2 separate regions of the Gossypium hirsutum genome follow, and region 1 is linked to region 2. Evidence: chromatin contacts called from public Hi-C data. All regions are on one chromosome and are shown on one strand. The core of a region is the stretch at or near the end of the contact, and the rest is flanking DNA. Distances in the headings are between cores, read along the strand shown.

What was found. A called contact is a pair of places that touch in the nucleus more often than the background predicts.
Region 1: a Hi-C map of hypocotyl shows a contact between it and region 2, with 3 times the contacts expected there. The contact joins the promoter of LOC107910707 here to the enhancer-like site in region 2. A contact is called at or near these places in 10 of 34 Hi-C or Micro-C datasets (callus, hypocotyl, leaf and 2 more).

What each region holds. Positions count from the first base shown.
Region 1 is chrD02:23,085,327-23,088,960 of Gossypium_hirsutum_v2.1, forward strand. It overlaps LOC107910707 (synaptotagmin-2), which reads right to left and starts at 1,907. Exons shown (of 12, transcript XM_016838667.2): 1 at 1,368-1,907; 2 at 608-706; 3 at 456-506; 4 at 244-367; 5 at 1-95. The coding sequence starts at 1,478.
Region 2 is chrD02:22,824,094-22,827,703 of Gossypium_hirsutum_v2.1, forward strand. No RefSeq gene overlaps it. Among protein-coding and RNA genes, the nearest start is that of LOC107910710, 27 kb to the left of the region's middle. Within about 2 kb of position 1,843, at least 6 of the 9 cell types and tissues checked have an H3K27ac peak or open chromatin away from gene starts, as enhancers often do. A contact at or near this core is called in hypocotyl, where this site is marked.

The sequences.
Region 1 (3,634 bases), core at 657-3,156, 260 kb after region 2:
AGCTTTAACTGCGATAATGATGTTAGGATTCCCTGCCCACTTAAGTGATGGTTCCATAATAATTTCCTTCTCATCAGTGACATAGACTTTCATTCCTGGCATAAAATAAGATCAACAATGAGTATTACTCTGAAAAAATTTGTGTAAAAAAGCTAAAAAATTCATAACCACCATATGCATCTTATATGTCATATGCAGTTGAGATTATGTATGTGTAGAATGTAATGGGAAAGAGAAGTCAACCTTGAAAAGTTGGTGGCAGGGTACCCAAAGTAAGTGTTTCAAATTCAACTGATTGAATTTTGTATTTTGGAATTTGCTCATCAATAATGGGCTTTGCTATATTCTTAGCAGTTGTGCAAATCGCCTTGAAAAACGAAGTGTCGATACTTGATAAGGAATTCAATAATATAAGAGAGGCCATATATGTGAAAGGTCATTGCAGTTATACATACCGTATCTAGATAAGGCCACATGGTCTCGATAAATTTGTTAAGCCAGTCAACCTGCAGAGAAATAGACAATGATAACCTTGACGCATACCTTAATACGAAGCACTTAAAGACCTAAATACAGAAATGAAAGGACATAGCATAGGAGAACATACACGGTCGAAATCTGGATTTTTGACCCACAAAGGGATCTCTGGAAGCAACTGCTGCAAAGTTTTAGAGTCTTCCTCAACCAAAGGACGGATTTTAGGATCCTGAACAACCAAAATATACAATGTGACCATCTTATCAATGGTTCAAAAGGCTGATTTATTCGTTGTTTTCCTATATGATAGCTTCATATGATAACTACAGCTTCTTATAAGTGGCACCAACAGACATCGACACAGGCCAAACCGGTTGGTCAATGGTGATCAAGTACAAAAAGCAAAATCCCAGAAAAAAAAAAGCAATAAACAAAAGAATACCTCTATTTTTATTTATTTATTCATGTTTTAGAATGCTAATACCTGCAGAGAAAAGATTGTGAATCCTAAAACTTCAATTTTCCCTAGAAAAGCCTAAGCTAATGCCTGATCATTTCAAAATCATGTTCTTTTCGACTGAAAATCATGGATATACATCTCTCAAAGCGAGAACACTACAAATTACAAATCTTTGCACGGTGAAACAGGAAGACAGAATTCATAAACTCAAAAAAGAACAACTTGAATTAACCATTAAATTCTATGAGTTAAAAAGAATCATTCGATCAGCTTAGAATAAAGTTATCATTTTTTTAGCACTTGTCCATTGCTTTAACAACAAAATTTCAAGCCGCTTATGGAAGAACAAGAACAGGCACCTAGGACAAAAAAGAGACTCTGACAAAAACTAAGAAAAGCAAAAGGAAATTCAACCGAGAAAGAAACAAACCTTAACATCAGTGGGAAGGAAGTAGATGAACATGTAATACCCAATGACGATCCCAACCGAAGTTCCAATTCCGAATCCAAAAACACCCATTACAGAGCTCAAAACACCCATTTTTCCCTTCTGTTTTTTTTTTCCAAGGATAGCTCAAGTAGTTTAATCAAAGAGGCATAAAAAGCTTTTGCTCTCTTCTGTTGAAGTGAAACTAATACCAAAAGAAAAACCAGAAATGGAATCTGAGAAAGATTCTTGTGGGAAGTAAAATTGGAAGCAAAAAGAAAAGAAATGGTAAGAGATATTAGAGTTAAAAAATCTTATCAGGAAGAGTGGAAGCATTAAAGGAGCATTTACAACTAGTGGTCAGTCCTTTACCTACCAGAGGCTTTTGCTATGAAATTTTTATGCGCGTGATATCCTCTGTCGGTAACGCTCAATTGGTTGGTTACGGATTAGTTGTTTTTTTTTTTGAACTTACTACCTTAAACAATATCTATATAACTAAAGAAAGGCATTAGCTGTACTTTTCTCACTTTCCTCTTACATGAACAGATTATGGTCAATTCCTTCACTTTTTAAAAATTATATAACAATTGTTAGATTTTATTTTTTATTTTTATATTTCACTCAAATTGAAAACTGAATCTCTATATTTTAATTTAGACATAATTTAGCATCTCGATTAGTTAATCTAAATATTTTATTATGATTAAAATATTGATGTCAATTTTTAAGAATTATTAATGTCGTTAACTTCTCTATTAAATTTAAATTTATTATAGTGTTATTTTTTTGTTATATGAATTTTGAGTGAATATTTTTTTTAATTTCAAAATAACGCGAAAATTTAACAAAAAATTATAACAATATTAATAAATTGACCTAAATTTTTAAATTCAAAAAATAGAAACATTAAATTTTAAAAATAAAAGTGTAAATATTAAATTTCAAATATATAATTATAAAAAATTGAAAATAAATAATTTACCCAAACACGAAGCGTAAGTAAAAATCAAATTAATATATTACTAAAATTATGTAATCTATTAACAAATTAAAAAACCGTTAGTAATATCATCTTAAAATTAGGCTAAATCAGGTGGAACCCAAAGGTTAGTGAAAACTAGTGTGTTTCACTTTCCCGACACAAAAAGTAGTGTCATAATCATTTTCCTTTTTGGTTTTTAAAATATCACATTTGACAAGACGGATTTTAATTAAATATATTATAAAAAGTAAAAATATTACTAAAAATGGTAAAAACGATTCTTCAATAATTTTTTTGATTTGGTTCAATAATATTAACATGTCTTAATATTCTATAGATATTAAGGTTAAAGTATTTGTTATGTTGATGAAATTTGTCATTCATTATTTACAACGAATGTTTGTTATTTTTTCTCTAAATTGTATATTCCATTTATTGAATGAATCAATAAATTTACCTTTCAAAAAAGAAAATTTCTATTTAAACTAATCCGATTTTGATAATCATGATTTTTTTTACCTATAACTTGACTAAATTGTGATTAGTATAATTCTGAAAATTAATTAAAATTTCATTTTAAAACAAAAATATAAATCTTAAATATGAAAATCTAAACTAAAAGAAAAAGAAAAGGATGTTGGAGTATTTAATTTGGAATCACAAACAGTTTTTGATGTTTGAGTTGAACAATTAATAAAATCAAAGTATGGAGGGAGATAGTTGGCAATTAATTGGGACCAGATTTTTTGTAACTGGTATCAAATGTGTTGTGGTAGAATTTTATATTATTATATCAAAGAATAACAAAATAATTGTATGGTGGACATAAAAGCCCTCAAGTCTAATGCAAGTGGTGACGTATCTAGGTAGCTTCAAGGAAACAATAAGCCCTCTATAATAGGCACATTAAACAACAATGAGGACTTCCTAAAAGCATGACTTAAAATTTTGAGTGGCTTTTCTTGTTCTAATAAGTATCAACATTAGATCAACCATACTGCTAATATAATTCCACATGTCTTCATTCATCCTCACTGTTAAGGGCATATTTAATAAATTATTAAAATGGTTAGATTAATTATTCATGGCAATATATAAATATAATTCACTATCTTTATACTAGAATATATTCAATGGTTTCGCATACAAAGCAAATAGTTAAGTAAATATTGGTTCACTGATTACTTAAGTTTAACAAATATTAAGTTGCACTACATGCATTGGTTGTAATGTAGAAGACAATTTATATTAATAGGTAATCTAAATGGTTCGTAATCCATGGGTC
Region 2 (3,610 bases), core at 593-3,092:
CTACAAGTGAGATTGCATCGGGAATGGAACAAAATATTCAGGCCATGGAATTTGATGGAATTAAAGTGCATTTTAATCCAACTTTCGAAGGTACTGTGGGGGGTTGGAGTTCAACTTATCGATGGCATTTTAGATCCTGATAAACACTCTGCTGTAATTTTCAAAGAAAATTTGCACTCAAAGTCTCGTGAACATGCTGTGGGACGAAAATTTGAGGCCTTGGAAGCGGGTAGCTTAAGGAATATAGAAAGAAAAAATAGTAGCAAGGTTGGTTTTGGTTGGGGAGGCTAAAAATTAAACAATTCTTTAAGGGGACGTAGAAGTCGTTTCAAATCTATTGGAAATTCTCGTATTCCTCTAGGTGAATCTATGGAGGCGGTGGTTAATCTTATTTTGTCCCCAATGGTGAATGAGACTGGAAATGGGGTGCAAAATGAGGCAGCTTCCAATTTAGATGGTGCTGATGATTATTGACAGTAATGGTATGACCCTACTTTTATTTTTATTTTTCATGAATTTTCAATTTTTTCTTGGAATTGTCAGGGTTGTGCTAGTGCCAGATTTCTTTGTGTTTTTCGAGAATATAATATGGAATACAAGTAAGATATCATTAGTTTGCTTGAACCCAAAGTTAGTGGCACCAAAGCAGACAAAATTATTGCACAGTTGGGTTTCCAGTACTTTCATCACGTAGAAGCAATTGGCTACTATGGGGGTATATGGATTGTTGAAAAAATTCAGTTCACGTTGAGGTGGTTCATAATCATCTACAATTTATTCTTTCACGAGTTTGGTTTGTTTCTTCTTCGATGCCGTTTTTTATCTCTTTTGTGCATAGGAGCCCAAATCTACAAAAGCGTGAGGATCTATGGAAAGATGTTAGTTTAGTTATTCCTGTGGGAAAATTTCCTTGGGTGGCTATCGGGGATTTCATTGCAATCTTATCACATAATGAGAAAGAGGGTGGTCTTTTGCCTGGTAGGAGATGCTCTCAATTTGGTGCTTTTGTTGGTACAACCAAGCTTCATGATTTGGGTTTTAGGGTTCCCCCTTTACTTGGCACGGAGGTAGGCTCTTTGAGAGACTAGATAATGCACTTGGGAATGAGGAATGGATCAAAAGTTTCCCGAATAGCTTGATTACTAATCTTCCCAAGGTTAAGTCAGACCACAGACCTTTCCTTCTTAGCCTTAACTCGGAGATTTCTTTGCCTAGAGGTAGGCCCTTTTGATTTTTGATAGGTTGGGTTGAGCACCTTGAGTTTGGGGATTTTGTGAATGATAAATGGAGTTTTGGTGGGACTATGTTAGAAGATTTAGCAAAATTTACCGAGAGCTTAAAGGAGTGGAATAATCCGTTTATGGGCATAAAGCCACCAGTAAGAGGAACTTGTTTCACCAATTAACAGATTTTCAGTGACGTATGTAATTTTCTGGTTCAAATAGGTTAGCTCAATCAGAGAGGGGGGTTAAACATGAATTGGAGAATGTGCTGCATCTTGAAAAAATCCTTTGGAAAAAAAAGGCAAGATGTGATTGGTTAAACTTGGGAGACCGCAACACTAAGTTTTTTCACGCTCGTACCTTACAACGGAGGAAAAATAATCGTACTACTGCTATTTGTAATTCCTCTAGTGAGTGGATTTTCGACCTGGAGGCCATTGAGTAGGAGGCGGCGGATTTTTACCCAAAATTATATGGGGAGAATCCTGGGCCCATGGAGAAATTGCCTCCGAGTAGGTTCCCTCAGCTAGATCCTTGTGATATCAATTTTATGGGAAAATTGGTCACAGATGATGAAATTAAGACAACACTGCTTGACATAGCACCGCTCAAAGCTCCAGGTAGTGATGGCTTCCATGTACTTTTCTTTCAGAAGCAGTGGGGTACAGTTGGGCTGTTTGTGAATGGATTAAAAGGGTTTTCAATGGAGGTGTTATTGATGTTGAGCTTAATAACACTCTGACTGTTCTCATTCCTAAGGTCCAGAATCCAGAGGAGTTTACTCAATTTTGGCCCACAAGTTTGCTCAATTCTTTACAAATTGGTGATGAAGGTAATAGTTAATCGCTTTAAGCTCATCTTTCCAAAAATTATTGCACAAGAGCAAGTAGGATTTATTGCATGCAGAAATATTACCGATAATATCGTCATTGTACAAGAAGTTATTCATTCCATGAAAGGTAATAGCTAAAAGAAGTGGATGGCAATCAAAATCGATTTGGAAAAAGGTAATATTACCGATAATATCGTCATTGCACAAGAAGTTATTTGGGGAGCGTCCGTTAACAAAAAGATGTCCTTAGCATGATGGGATTCTATATGTCAACTCAGGCGGTGTGGAGGTCTTGGTATGAGAAAATTACGTGATCAAAATATTTCTTTTCTATTGAAGCTTGGCTATAAAGTGGTTGCTGATGATGAAGCCTTATGGATATGCGTTCTAATATCAAAATATGGGTTGGATGGAGCTATTCCAAATAGCATTACGCATGATATGAGCTTTTTTTTTTTGGAAGTCGCTCTCAAAAGTTTGGACTCTTTTACGTGAAAACCTTATTTGGTCTGTTGGTAATGGGAATAAAATCCATTGTTGGAAGGACTCTTGGATACTAAATATAGGACCTTTGATTAATTATATTCCTGCTAATGCTAATATTGGTTCTGACTGTTTGCTTAGTGATTTGATTACAGAGATGGGCACATGGAACCTTGGTCTTTTGCAAGTTTGGCTACTAGAGGTTATTCGTCATATTATGGGAATTCCCCCTCCACACCCTTTTAAGGGGCCTGATAGACTCTCTTGGCGTCACACTTCAACAGGTGCATTCTCCATTAAAAGAGCTTATAAGATGTTGAAGGAAGACTCATGGAATTCTAGAGACGATATACGGAAGAAGGTGTGGAAACTTCTGGGACCACAGAGAGTTCGCTTCTTTTTCTAAACTGTTTTTAAGTGGAGATTTCTCACGAATGTGGAAAGAGTTAGGCAGGGTTTAGCGGTGGATCCTTCTTGCCCTATTTGTGGTCATGCTTCAAAGGATATATTGCATATCACTAGAGATTGTATAGAAGCCAAGGAAGTCTGGAAACAGGTTGTACCGAGTAATCAACAGTTAACATTTTTTCTCTAGTAATTTGTACGATTGGATTTCTCTTAACTTGTAGGACACTTCGAAGCTTCATAGAGGGTGGAGCTAGTTGGGCGTGCCTTTTCGGCGCTTATGGAAAAAGCGTAACCTATTCATCTTTCAAGGGAAAGCGTGAAGCTCAAGTGAGATAATCAAAGTATCGATTAGTTGGGCCAAACAATTCTCTTCAGTCTTTAGAAATGAGTTGATTGAGGACTCTGAATTATCTTTTGGGGAACAATTGTCATGGGGTTGGACTTTTCTCAATACTGATGATGTTGTTCAAATAGAATCAGGAAATGCAACTGTTGAGGGAGTTATATGTGATGAAAATGGAGATTGGGTCTTTGGTTATAATCGATTCCTAGGAAAATGCTCAGTTTTTTATGCCAAACTTTGGGGCATATTAGATGGTCTAAAACTCATCCAACAAAGAGGTCATGACAAGGTGATAATCCAATCGAACAATTTGGAGGTTAT